2 separate regions of the Anser cygnoides genome follow, and region 2 is linked to region 1. A link is a contact called in public Hi-C data. All regions are on one chromosome and are shown on one strand. The core of a region is the stretch at or near the end of the contact, and the rest is flanking DNA. Distances in the headings are between cores, read along the strand shown. Region 1 holds the start of BOD1 (biorientation of chromosomes in cell division 1). Region 2 overlaps LOC125184912 (a long non-coding RNA gene).

Region 1 (5,464 bases), core at 973-3,472:
AGGCTTACAGCTTTGCTGTAAACACCCTACACACGTATTACATCACAAGAACTGGGTCTTCAAAACCAGCAGAAAACAGGTAAGATTTCGCCCTTCCCGAGCCTCCTACTAACCTAACTGTGCAAACCGCCTGGATCTTTCCTTGAGGGCAGGGATACAGAAGGGGAAGAGTTCACAGACAGCACAAATTTTGCACTAGGTTTGACGCACGGACAGGTCCAGAATTCTCCCCCTTGGGGGCCGGCCTGCTTTATGTCACACACTGGGGTTTAACAGGCTATGATGACGAGCAAAAATATCCCAACAGATGAGGTGAAATGCTGGGCTTTTCTTGTGCTACAGATCCCCAACCCCTTTCTAAAACACTGCTTGAGCTGGGTCACGCAGCCAGCCAACCTGTAAAAAACACGACGAATCCTCACTCGCCCTGCTACCTACCAGGTTTCCCCTTTCCGCACACCCCAAAAACCACCTGCCCGTGCCGTGCCGAGGAGTCATTTGTTAATTGGGAGGGATGTCGGCTTGCGGGAGCCCCCAGGGAATGAAGCCCGGGCTGGATTTCTCCCGGCCCGGCCCGGCCCTCCCCGCGGTGGGTGCGGGCAGGGAGAGGCGGCCTCGGGCTGCTGCCGCCCGCTCCCTGCTGGAGCCCGGCCCCGGCTGGGTGCGGAGGGGACGGCAGGGGACAGAGGAGGGGACGGGATGGGGCTGAGGAAAGGACGGGATGGGACAGAGGAGAGGACGGGCCTGGGCTGAGGAGGGGACGGGGTGCCCTCTGCCGGGGCAGCCGCCTCCAGCCGCGCCCGAGAAGCAACGCGTGGGACCGAGGAGCGGGCTGACAGCAGATCCTCGTCTCAAAAATCAATTAATTTAAAAAAAAAAAAAAAAAGCGATTTGCTGGTGGAAGAAGCCACAAGGCGACCCCCGAGCCTTCCCTTTGCTCCTTGCCTGTGCAGAGCGAAACTAAAGAGAAATGCAGGGGCCTCTTGTTGCACCACTGCGGGGCTTGAACGCGACAACCCACCTGTGGGGACCCCCCGGGCCGGGCACTACGGCCATGCAGCTAAAACCATCCCAGCCGGCCTTGCCTCCACGTGAAAGCCAGCACACCCGCGAGCTGCTCACAAGCGGCGGGGAGAAATGGCAGCGGGCAGCTGGCCAGCGGGACTGCTGGGTGGGCCGAGGGGGCTTATACCCATCTTGGAGAGAGTTGACCAGGGACAGGGACGGGGCACCCGGGCGGAGGGACTGCTCTTCTGCTCTCGCAGAACAGTGCCCGTGCATCTTCACGAAATGCAGCATTTGCACGAGATGCTTTTGTCAGAGTAAAGCTCGGGCTCTGTAAACACTACCAGGTTTTTTCCCCTCTTCTCTCCTCAGAGGTGCCAGATGGAAAGGGACAGCTTATGCTGCTTGTCAGGGCTGCTGAATTTTAATCAGGCAGAGAAGGACAGCGCATGCAGAACGCTGCCATCTTGGTACGCAGTCAGCAGCGTACAGAGAGGCGAGGACGCACCTACAGGGTGTGTCTTTGCATTACTGCTCTCATGCAGGGTCTTCCTGCAGCTGGCACATCCTGCTGTGTTAAATCCTTCCCTACACCGTGACTGGGAAATTAAACTAATGTATGTAATTTGTACCCCAGAGCTCGCAGTCAGAGCAGTGTCTAAGAGTGTGTCTAAGGCCACACAACAGGAAAAGCACCTGTAACGCGGGTTGATTGGCTCTAAGAGGACTGGTTTGAGGACCACCCTTCCTTTTGTTAATGATGTAATGAACGAAATCCCAGGAAAATCGATTTGTTCTCAGATCACACCAGTGCCGTCCTCACCATCCCACTGAAAACCACTCCCAAGTCACAAAGCGGGGAACACCCCCGGGGGTCCCAGGGCATGACCAGGACGGGACGGCTACTCCCCACGTCTGCGTTCCGGGGGGGCACAGCACCGCCCGCCCCGTACCGCCCCGGGGCTGCGGCAGCCCCCCGAGGGCCTGGCAAGGCCCACCTCAGCCCCCCCCAGCGAACTACAACTCCCAAGCTGCACCGCGAAAGCCCCCTCCCCTCCCCTCCGCCGTCCCGCCGCGATGCACCCTGGGAGTCGTAGTTCTGCCGATCTTCACAGCTCCTCGCCGGCTATAAGGGCGCCTCAAGCGGAGGACTCGCTCCCCCGAGATGCAACGCGCCGGGGCTACGCGACGCGCGGCGCGCCGCCGGCGACGGCTTGGGGCGAGCGGGTGGCGGCCGCCGGCCATGTCGGAGAGCGGCAGCGGCGGCGGGGCCGCCCCGGGCGGGGCGGGCGGAGGGGCGGCGGGCGGCGGCGGGGCGGCCGGGGGCTCGGCCTCCGCATCGGGGCCCGGGGCCGCCGACCCGGCCTCGCTGCCGCCCGGGGACGCGCAGCTCATCGCCATCATCGTGGAGCAGCTCAAGAGCCGCGGCCTCTTCGACGGCTTCCGCAGGGACTGCCTGGCCGACGTGGACACCAAGGTGCGACCTGCCCGGCCCGGCCCGGCCCGGCCCCGGCCCTCTCCTCGGGCCGCTCTGGGCGCTGCGGGGCTCCCCGGGCCTTTTTCTCAGTCACAAGTTCCTAAGGCATCGGCTGCCCTGTCAGGGCGGCGTTTCGCCTGCCTAAACTTGTAAGGTTTCAGCACGAGGCCTGTGCTGGAAGCCGCAGTGGGAGCCTACGGCTGTTCCTGAAGCTGTCGGGGGTGCCAGGAGGGCTGCCCAGGGCAGCCACAGCACCACGGCCAGGGCAGAGGTACCCGGCCTTTGGTCTTGCTGTCCTGATGGGCACTGCACCTCTGTTACCGACACTTTAATTCATCACCCCGTATTCATACCAAATGTGAAGTTTAAGTGCTGCCATGCTCCTGGGTGGTGCCACTCCTTTTATGGTACCATAATCTCAGTGGCCGTATGTACTGTATAGTTTTTTTTTATTTCCAGTAAACGGGAATTAATCTAAATTTCCACCTACAAAACCCTTCAAATTTCTAGCTTTAATGTTAGTGTCACAGAAGCAAATAACTTTCTCTGGTGACAGAAGCACTCGCTAATTACTGAGTTTCCTAGGAATTCTCTGATAGACGGTTTCCAGACGAGAACAGCTCTGTATGAACAACTCCTGTCTGCACAGGCAGTTTGTATTTCACTAAGTAAAATTATGAACAGACAACAAGTTTTAAGCAAATCTCTCCTGCTATTTCAGTTATTGTAACAGTATGCTGACAGGCTGCTCTTTGCAATTACCAGTTGTGTTGTTAAGTAAAACAAGCTTGCCTTTGTTTAGAAAGTGAAGGGATGGGGAATACAGACAACAAAACAGTAGTGTACACAACAAAAGAAGTACTATGCAGGATTCTGGCAGGGTGTTGGGGATCTTTTAGCAGTTTAACTGGATTTTTTTTGTTGCTGTTGTTTAGCCAGCCTATCAAAATTTGAGGCAGAAGGTGGACAACTTTGTATCGACCCACCTGGACAAACAGGAATGGAATCCAACAATGAACAAAAACCAGTTACGAAATGGGCTCAGACAGAGTGTGATTCAGTAAGTAAGCACCGGTCTGCAAACCAATGGTAATGCTATTTGATAAGTAATGTATAACCATCTCACTACCTAAGTCAAATAAGAATTCGCAGCATTAAGTTTCTCACAGCGCCTTCTGTTGCGGTCTCTTGAGTTTCATTATAAGAGCGTATGCAGTCATACTCTCATGGAAAGGCTTATGTTACTGCTTTACCTGAAATTTGTAGTTTTCATGAATTGGGTAGCATGGTGAGGTACTCACATTTGCTAGCTAGCCAGGTTATTGCTGCAAATGCCCAATACTGCCCACTCAGTAAAACTGTACCTGAAATGCTGAGCTGAATAACCTTGGTCTTCCTTTTCTGAAAGGAGGAGAGCCGGTGTCACTTAAAGAAAAACTCTTTAAGATTCCAAAGCTTGTTTAAGTAGACTCCAGCCACTAGCAGGCAGTAATGAAACGGGGCTAGCCTGATTTCATGCAGCAGAGGATAGCTTCTTAACAGCTATTTAAGATGTACTTCCAGCACAGCAGGAAAGCCAGATTGAACTTCACTGCTTAGAGATCTAGGTTTAGCACCTCCTGCTGCTAACTCATCACAGCCCGAAGTATGAGCCCTAGCTTGTTTGACTGAAAGTCATTGATATAAACAGTGTTGCGGGGAGAGGGCAGTAGTGAACTTGAGAATGGCATTTATGCTTACAAGAAGAGTTATTAGAATGTCTTGCACGCAGAAGCAGCTGTATTTCGCTTGATGGAAACTGCAGATCATTAGTACCTAACACTAGTTTCAGTTTTTAATCTGTAATTACAGAAGAGGGTATCCACTGTAAGTACAGAATTTCCTACCTGTACTTGAAGTCCTTGAGACATGCCTATCACTTCACACATCCTCGTATTTCATGTTAGTCAGCCACAAGAGTGAAATGGCAACAGAAAAATGTTACATCAAAGAGCCCGTAGTTAGCAGAACATGCAGTGCTCACTTTAGGTAGGTTACTAGTCTAAAAAAAAATAAACAACATCAGGGAGTTTGAAGAGTCCCTGTCACTTCTGTGGGTGCAAGACTGAGCCCAGAAGGCTGTCAGGGCGTGTCTGTGGGTAGCTGTCCTTTGCTGGATGCAGGTATACACGTGCCGTTACTTGGAGGTGACGTGATGTGTGGTGACCCCGCACCCAGTCACTCACCAGCATCCGCAGCCTTGTTAGTCTTGTGGCTGCTTTTCTGAGCAGCAGGCACTGTCTGCATTTCCTGTCCCTCACAGACATGACTTAAGCCCGCTAGACTGCCTGTGCCCCACAATCCAAGAGTCTGACACAGCCCTCGAAGCAATAAGTCACTTCAGTTACTGGTGCTTGGTTCCAGAAACTTTGCCGTGTGCTACGTGTTCTTGTTTGCTTAATTAATACACAGCTGTCTAGACTAACAGTTATACGAAGTGAGTGACAGTAATGTTATTAGGGGGAAGGCCTCTTCTCCCTCGAGTCAGCCAAAAAAAAGACTGCTCTCACCTGCCTTCCTCAGAATAGCTTGTTTCCCTTGTTTGTGCCAAAATGTGTTTGTTTGCTTTCATGTTGACCTCATTTCCACATGAGCCCTATTAAAGTGGCTCCTGTCCAAGCTGTCACTTAAGTACCTGAGAGACCAGATGTCAGTTGTTAATTCTGTGGGGAGAAGTGAGAAGGGGTGAGGGGGGAAATAGGTGGTTGAAACAACTCCCTGTTAAGGATCTACTGAGTGGGCCGCAGTTCTCACCATGTTAATGCTAATTGCAGTTGACAGGAGGGCTCTGGAGAATTACTGGAGGAGAGTGGGGAGAAGTTTTTCAGAGGAACTGAATGACTCCTTTGTCTTTGTTCAAGGTCAGGAATGCTGGAAGCTGGAGTGGACAGAATTATTTCTCAGGTGGTGGATCCAAAACTAAACCACATCTTCAGGCCCCAG
Region 2 (5,019 bases), core at 166-2,665, 64 kb after region 1:
TGACATTTATTCAATAACCCAGTAACTCATAGGCAGCCAGCACTTCACATTTCTATAGCCTCTGCAGACAGAAGTCAGTTTTCAATGAGGATCTGAAGGCATCGGCTTATATCACTTCTCAGACACAGCACGCAATTTTAACTAGGTTCTGTCTAATTTTATTTAGGCATTAACTCATTACGTGAACAAATCTGATCCATGGCAGTAATTGCTCTAACAGCCACTGTCTGGCCACCCTCGGCTCTACATCTCCTCAGCAGCAGCCTCACGGGAGAGGCTCTGGTCCTGATGGACATCAGAACCAAGCCTCCCTTTCCTGCGAAGAAGTAGTTTCATTCTCATCTGCCAGCTCAGAGCTAGGCCAGGAACTACAGCCTCGTGTGGAGTATCAGAAGCAACCAGACTTTCTTGAACACTTTTCAAAGAGGATGCAAAGCCTGTGTTCTGGATAAACGAATAAACCACTTCGGCACAATCTACCTGTCAAGAGCATTAACTCTGCATCACCTGCAGCAAATACTCCCATTTTCAGCCTACCTGCTCTCTCTGAACTTTACCACAGGGACAGAAGCAGCTGCATCTCTCACCTTCCTCAGCTTTTGGGGAGACAGCTTGCTTTTCCCCTTCCCTCTGTGACCTAGGAATCCCAAACTCTGACAGCAGAAAACAGGACAAATCTGTCCTCAGAGCTTGTATCCAGGGACAAGTACCTTGTTTGTCAGTCTGCTTGCTACTTCAGTTAAGTGTCTGAAGGTCTTGTGGGATCTCTGCTGGAAGCTGAGTGGGGTGTACCAGAGCGTCCGCACTCTTAATTCAGATTTTGATGACAGAGAGGCATGGAATAGCACCGACTTCAAACAAAGCATGCTCGTGGGGAACACAAAGGTAGGGAAGAAATATCTTGTTCAGGAGCTCAGCAGCTTCCCTCAAAGAGCTGGGCTGTGGGAAGAGAAGCGAGACCTCCAGGCCATGGTTTGACAACACACTGAATCTGCTTTGTTGCCTGACCAAAAGCACCACAGCCACATGGGCAAAACGTTGAATGGCTATGAGCTGTGTTGGCTCAAGTTTGTTCAAAACATTTCAACATGTTAACTTTGTACCAGCAGGCTTTATGCCAGATCAAATATCACCTGCCTGCACCACGCTAGCTGTATGCTGGTTGAAGTATTCCCCCGTCCTCTTGCCACCAGCATAAAGCTGAAAGAAAACTGCAAAGCTGGTGTGAATCCTGCATCTTGTGCTCAACGTGAAGACAACTGTGTTCCCATCCCTGTCCTACAATCAGTTTAGCTCCTCTGGATGCACCAATCTGGTACGGTACAGCCACAGCCAGTAATTACACAACCATTTTCTCCAGGAAGAAATGGAGTTTGAGAAGTTCTCACTTTCCTCCTGACCCAGGTTTCCTGTTCCCACCCCTGCACCTCAGTTTACCTCCTGCTTGGTCATGCTGATGCAACTGGTGGTGGGGCTGAGCTAAACTGGGTCAGGCAGTTCTTTTGGATAGCAGGGTGATTTGGTTTTGTGGTTTTTGGTGGTCTTTTTTTATTTTTAATTTCGGTTCATCTCATGTCTCCACAAAGAGCTATCTCAGCACAGCTGAGGGGGCAATGAAGCATGCGGTTTAGAGCCAGCAGCAAGTGGCCAAAGGTGGGGCAAAGCTTTTAAATTGCCTCTGCTGCTGGGGAAAACGTTCATGAAACTGCACCCTGGGTAAAGCAGCTGCCAACCTCCTGAGCAAGCTATCGGCACAGCATTTGCATTTGAACCGAGAGAAAAATCCCCAAGGAGCAAGTCTAGGCAGGTGGCTAGTCTGGAGTTGGTCAGAGGTGGGATGGAAGGAGGGCATTCTTCATGAAAGCTGGGTAAACAGTTCCCCAGGCTGCTACACTCCACGAGGATTTTAGGTTGTTTCCCAAACGTTTACCTATCTATCTGTACCTTTGCCTTAAGCTTTAATAAACAAATCTTCCCTCAGCTCTGCTACGAAACCCGTCTAGGGTCATGGGACCAGACTCTGCACAATGGGAAAGTTCATCTAGCTAATTAATTACTGCTCCTGCCTCCCTCAGCATCAGAGAACCAAGCCAGGTCCTTCGGCTCCAACTGCATGAACTAATAGGAAGGCCCTTTTAATTACAGTTAGGGACTGCATCCTCTGTAGTTTGCAGCCATCAAGCCCGGTCCCCAGCAGGGAATTTTCCCTGTTGCAGCTTGCAGAAAGCCAACGGGAGCCACAAGCGTGGGCCAGGCTGCGGGAAGCCTCAGCTCCTAAATTGATGCTGAGTCTTGCTGAGGGTGCTAATGGCACAAACCCTTCCAGCGCCACACCTGCTGCCAGCCACTCGGCGTAACCCCATCCTCGACGCTGCACGCTGCAGGATTTTTATCTGCTTGCCTATTTCGGGGGGGGGGGGGGGGGGGGGGAAAAGGGTGAGAGAGAAAAGGGGAGGCGAGGGTGGTAGCGGGATTACCACATATAGTCATTATAATCATTAACCACAGAGCACTAAATGAATCATTAAGCATCACAACAGATCCACACATGCTTTGCTTCTTAAAGCTTCCTGACTTGCCTCTGTTTTCTGTACAAATGCCCAGTGATTGTTTCAAGAAACCAAGCACATTTCCAATGTTACTGCTGCAGCTCCTTCCAAAAAAATAGCTAAACAGATGAAGCTCTGCTGAAGGAACAGATCTGTTTATAGAACATACTTTTCTTTCACTAGACCAAATATATTCAGCCCTCTCAAATAAATATGTACGTTAAAACTTGATAACTGGCTAAATCAGAAAAAAATGGAATAGCAAATGGGAAATTATGTAACTAAGAGCAAGTTCAATGAGAACATGCATTTAAAATACTTTATTCATGCTCTTCCAAAGCTAAATTGGGGCTTTTTTAAAATCAATTTTTTAAAGATTAGTAAATGCTTCTATTAGAGACAGAGACAAAAAACAAGAAGGAAAAGGATTTTTTTTAAAAAAAGCCTTCAATTTGTACTACTTATAGCCTAAACCTTGCCTTATACTGGAGTATAAGTATATGAAAATGAGTCTAACTACATAGAGCAATACTAACTCATTTGCTAAAAACAAACAAAAAACACCAAAACCAGATAGAAATACTATAAATCTTTTTTTGTTGCCTTTTTCCTCCAGATTCTATTGTTCTTGTTACTCAAGCAGCTATTTCCACAGTCAGATGCTTGCGACAGTACCTGGCAGCAGTTTCACTAAGTTAGCCGAGTATTACAAAACGCCTTCACGACGGCAGACAGAACTGCTCCATTCAGCCCTCCTCAACTGAGCTGCTTTTGGCTTCTGCTCCGAATTGCCCCCCCCCCCCCCCCCCCGAACAGCCCTCCCCATATCACGGGGCTCCCCGAGACCACGCCAACAGAATCAAAACCCCAGGAAAGCACAACAGGATTAAAAAATACGGAGGAAAAAAGCCAACCAGCAGTTTATCCACAGACATTAATAAAAGCAGAATCAGGCTGTAAACACACCACCATAATCTCCCAACCTTTACTCGGGTATAAAGGTATGGACCCTGGCTTCACACGCGTTTGCACGGCACAGAACAGGCTGAAAGTATAAGAAAGAATAATTAGGCAAGGAACAGTTGCCTTCATTGATTCAGCTCCTTCGAATAAAGGTTGCAGGAGCAGACGCAAGACTATGCATGATATCTTTCTAATCCTTCAGCTTTATTCCAGTCTAACAGAGGATGTGTGCTCCATCCATCAGCATGGAGCCCTGAGTACACAGGTAATCCAGCAATAATCACCGCAGCTCTATCGGTCCTGATAATATCGTCTTATCTGTCAGCCGCCTCTGCAGTTTATACGAGCTGCTTATCTCAAAGAGCTATTAGGTCTGAACTTTAGTTCAGTCTTTTGTTTGATCTTGTTTCTTCTGCATTCATTTGAAGCTCCGCATATTGTGCTTTTAGTTTCGTATCGAAACGCATCAGAGCCTTTAATATTATTCCTGCTACTGATGCAATATGGTCTTAGCAACAATGAGAACAGGGAGCGAGTCATGAAAATAATAAACCATGCTAGGTCTGGAGGCTATGAAATCAGTTCAAACATACTGCGGGGAGCTGTGCTGCCTGCACTGAGACACATGGCTTTCCATGGGCACCAGCCCATTTATGAGTCATGAAACATAATGGAGTATTGTTGAAAGCTTTGGGACCATGAGAAATTATCTACTGCCCGGCATGGGGAATGGTATAAACTGGCAAGGAACTGGAGTTACATTCTTTTACAGAAATGAAATCAGACAGCCTTGGCCTGCTTTCCAGTATACAAAACCACAAATCATGAGGATAACTCCTTAATTAGGATTATTTTTTATTATTTTTCTTAGTTGCCACTGCACTAACCAACCAGGAAAGCCAATATTTTTCTGTCCCTAGCAGAGTTATAATAATGCATAGGACGTAAAGACAAAAAGGAAGGGGGTAGATGAAACCAGTGTCTCAGCATGAGCTACAAAAGCAAATGCACCTTTTTCTCTCCTGCAGCATGTGACATTCCATCATGCTGAGGATTTGGTACACATGGGCAAGTAGAACAAAAACCATTTGCTTAATATTATGGTGTGATAATGACACGGTGCCATAGGTGTGCATCTCTGCGCAGAGGAGAGCTGTCAGTGTGGGAGGCAGCATGTTCTGCAGGGGAGAGGACAAGTCTGGAAGTCACTTTGATCTAAACCTCATCATCCTTCTGGTTCCTGTGCCTTTACAATGAAAAATTTGAAACGATCCCCCGGTTGAGAAAGCTAAAACCCCTATTTTTAAATGAATGTTGAAGCACTCAGGAAACTGCATAACTACGGGAACCCAGAACACGTGTAGGAGCACATCCTTCATGGGTAGATGGAGTCCGGAGGATAGTCAGACTCTCTTCAGTGGTATCCCGAGAAAGGAGAAGGGTCAAGGGACACATTAGAAGACAGGAAACTCCATTTAACCGTAAGAAACAGAATTGTTTTACCGTG

The links. Hi-C and Micro-C count contacts between places; a contact is called where the count stands out from the background.
Region 2: a Hi-C map of liver shows a contact between it and region 1, with 3 times the contacts expected there. The contact joins the enhancer-like site here to the promoter of BOD1 in region 1. A contact is called at or near these places in 3 of 7 Hi-C or Micro-C datasets (granulosa cells and liver).

The regions. Positions count from the first base shown.
Region 1 is chr14:10,311,462-10,316,925 of Taihu_goose_T2T_genome, forward strand. BOD1 (biorientation of chromosomes in cell division 1) reads left to right here and starts at 2,223. Exons shown (of 4, transcript XM_048080451.2): 1 at 2,223-2,482; 2 at 3,418-3,542; 3 at 5,383-5,464. The coding sequence starts at 2,249.
Region 2 is chr14:10,375,791-10,380,809 of Taihu_goose_T2T_genome, forward strand. All of the region lies in intron 4 of LOC125184912 (a long non-coding RNA gene), which reads right to left. Among named protein-coding and RNA genes, the nearest start is that of STC2, 45 kb to the right of the region's middle. Within about 2 kb of position 1,416, at least 1 of the 3 cell types and tissues checked has open chromatin away from gene starts, as enhancers often do. A contact at or near this core is called in liver, where this site is marked.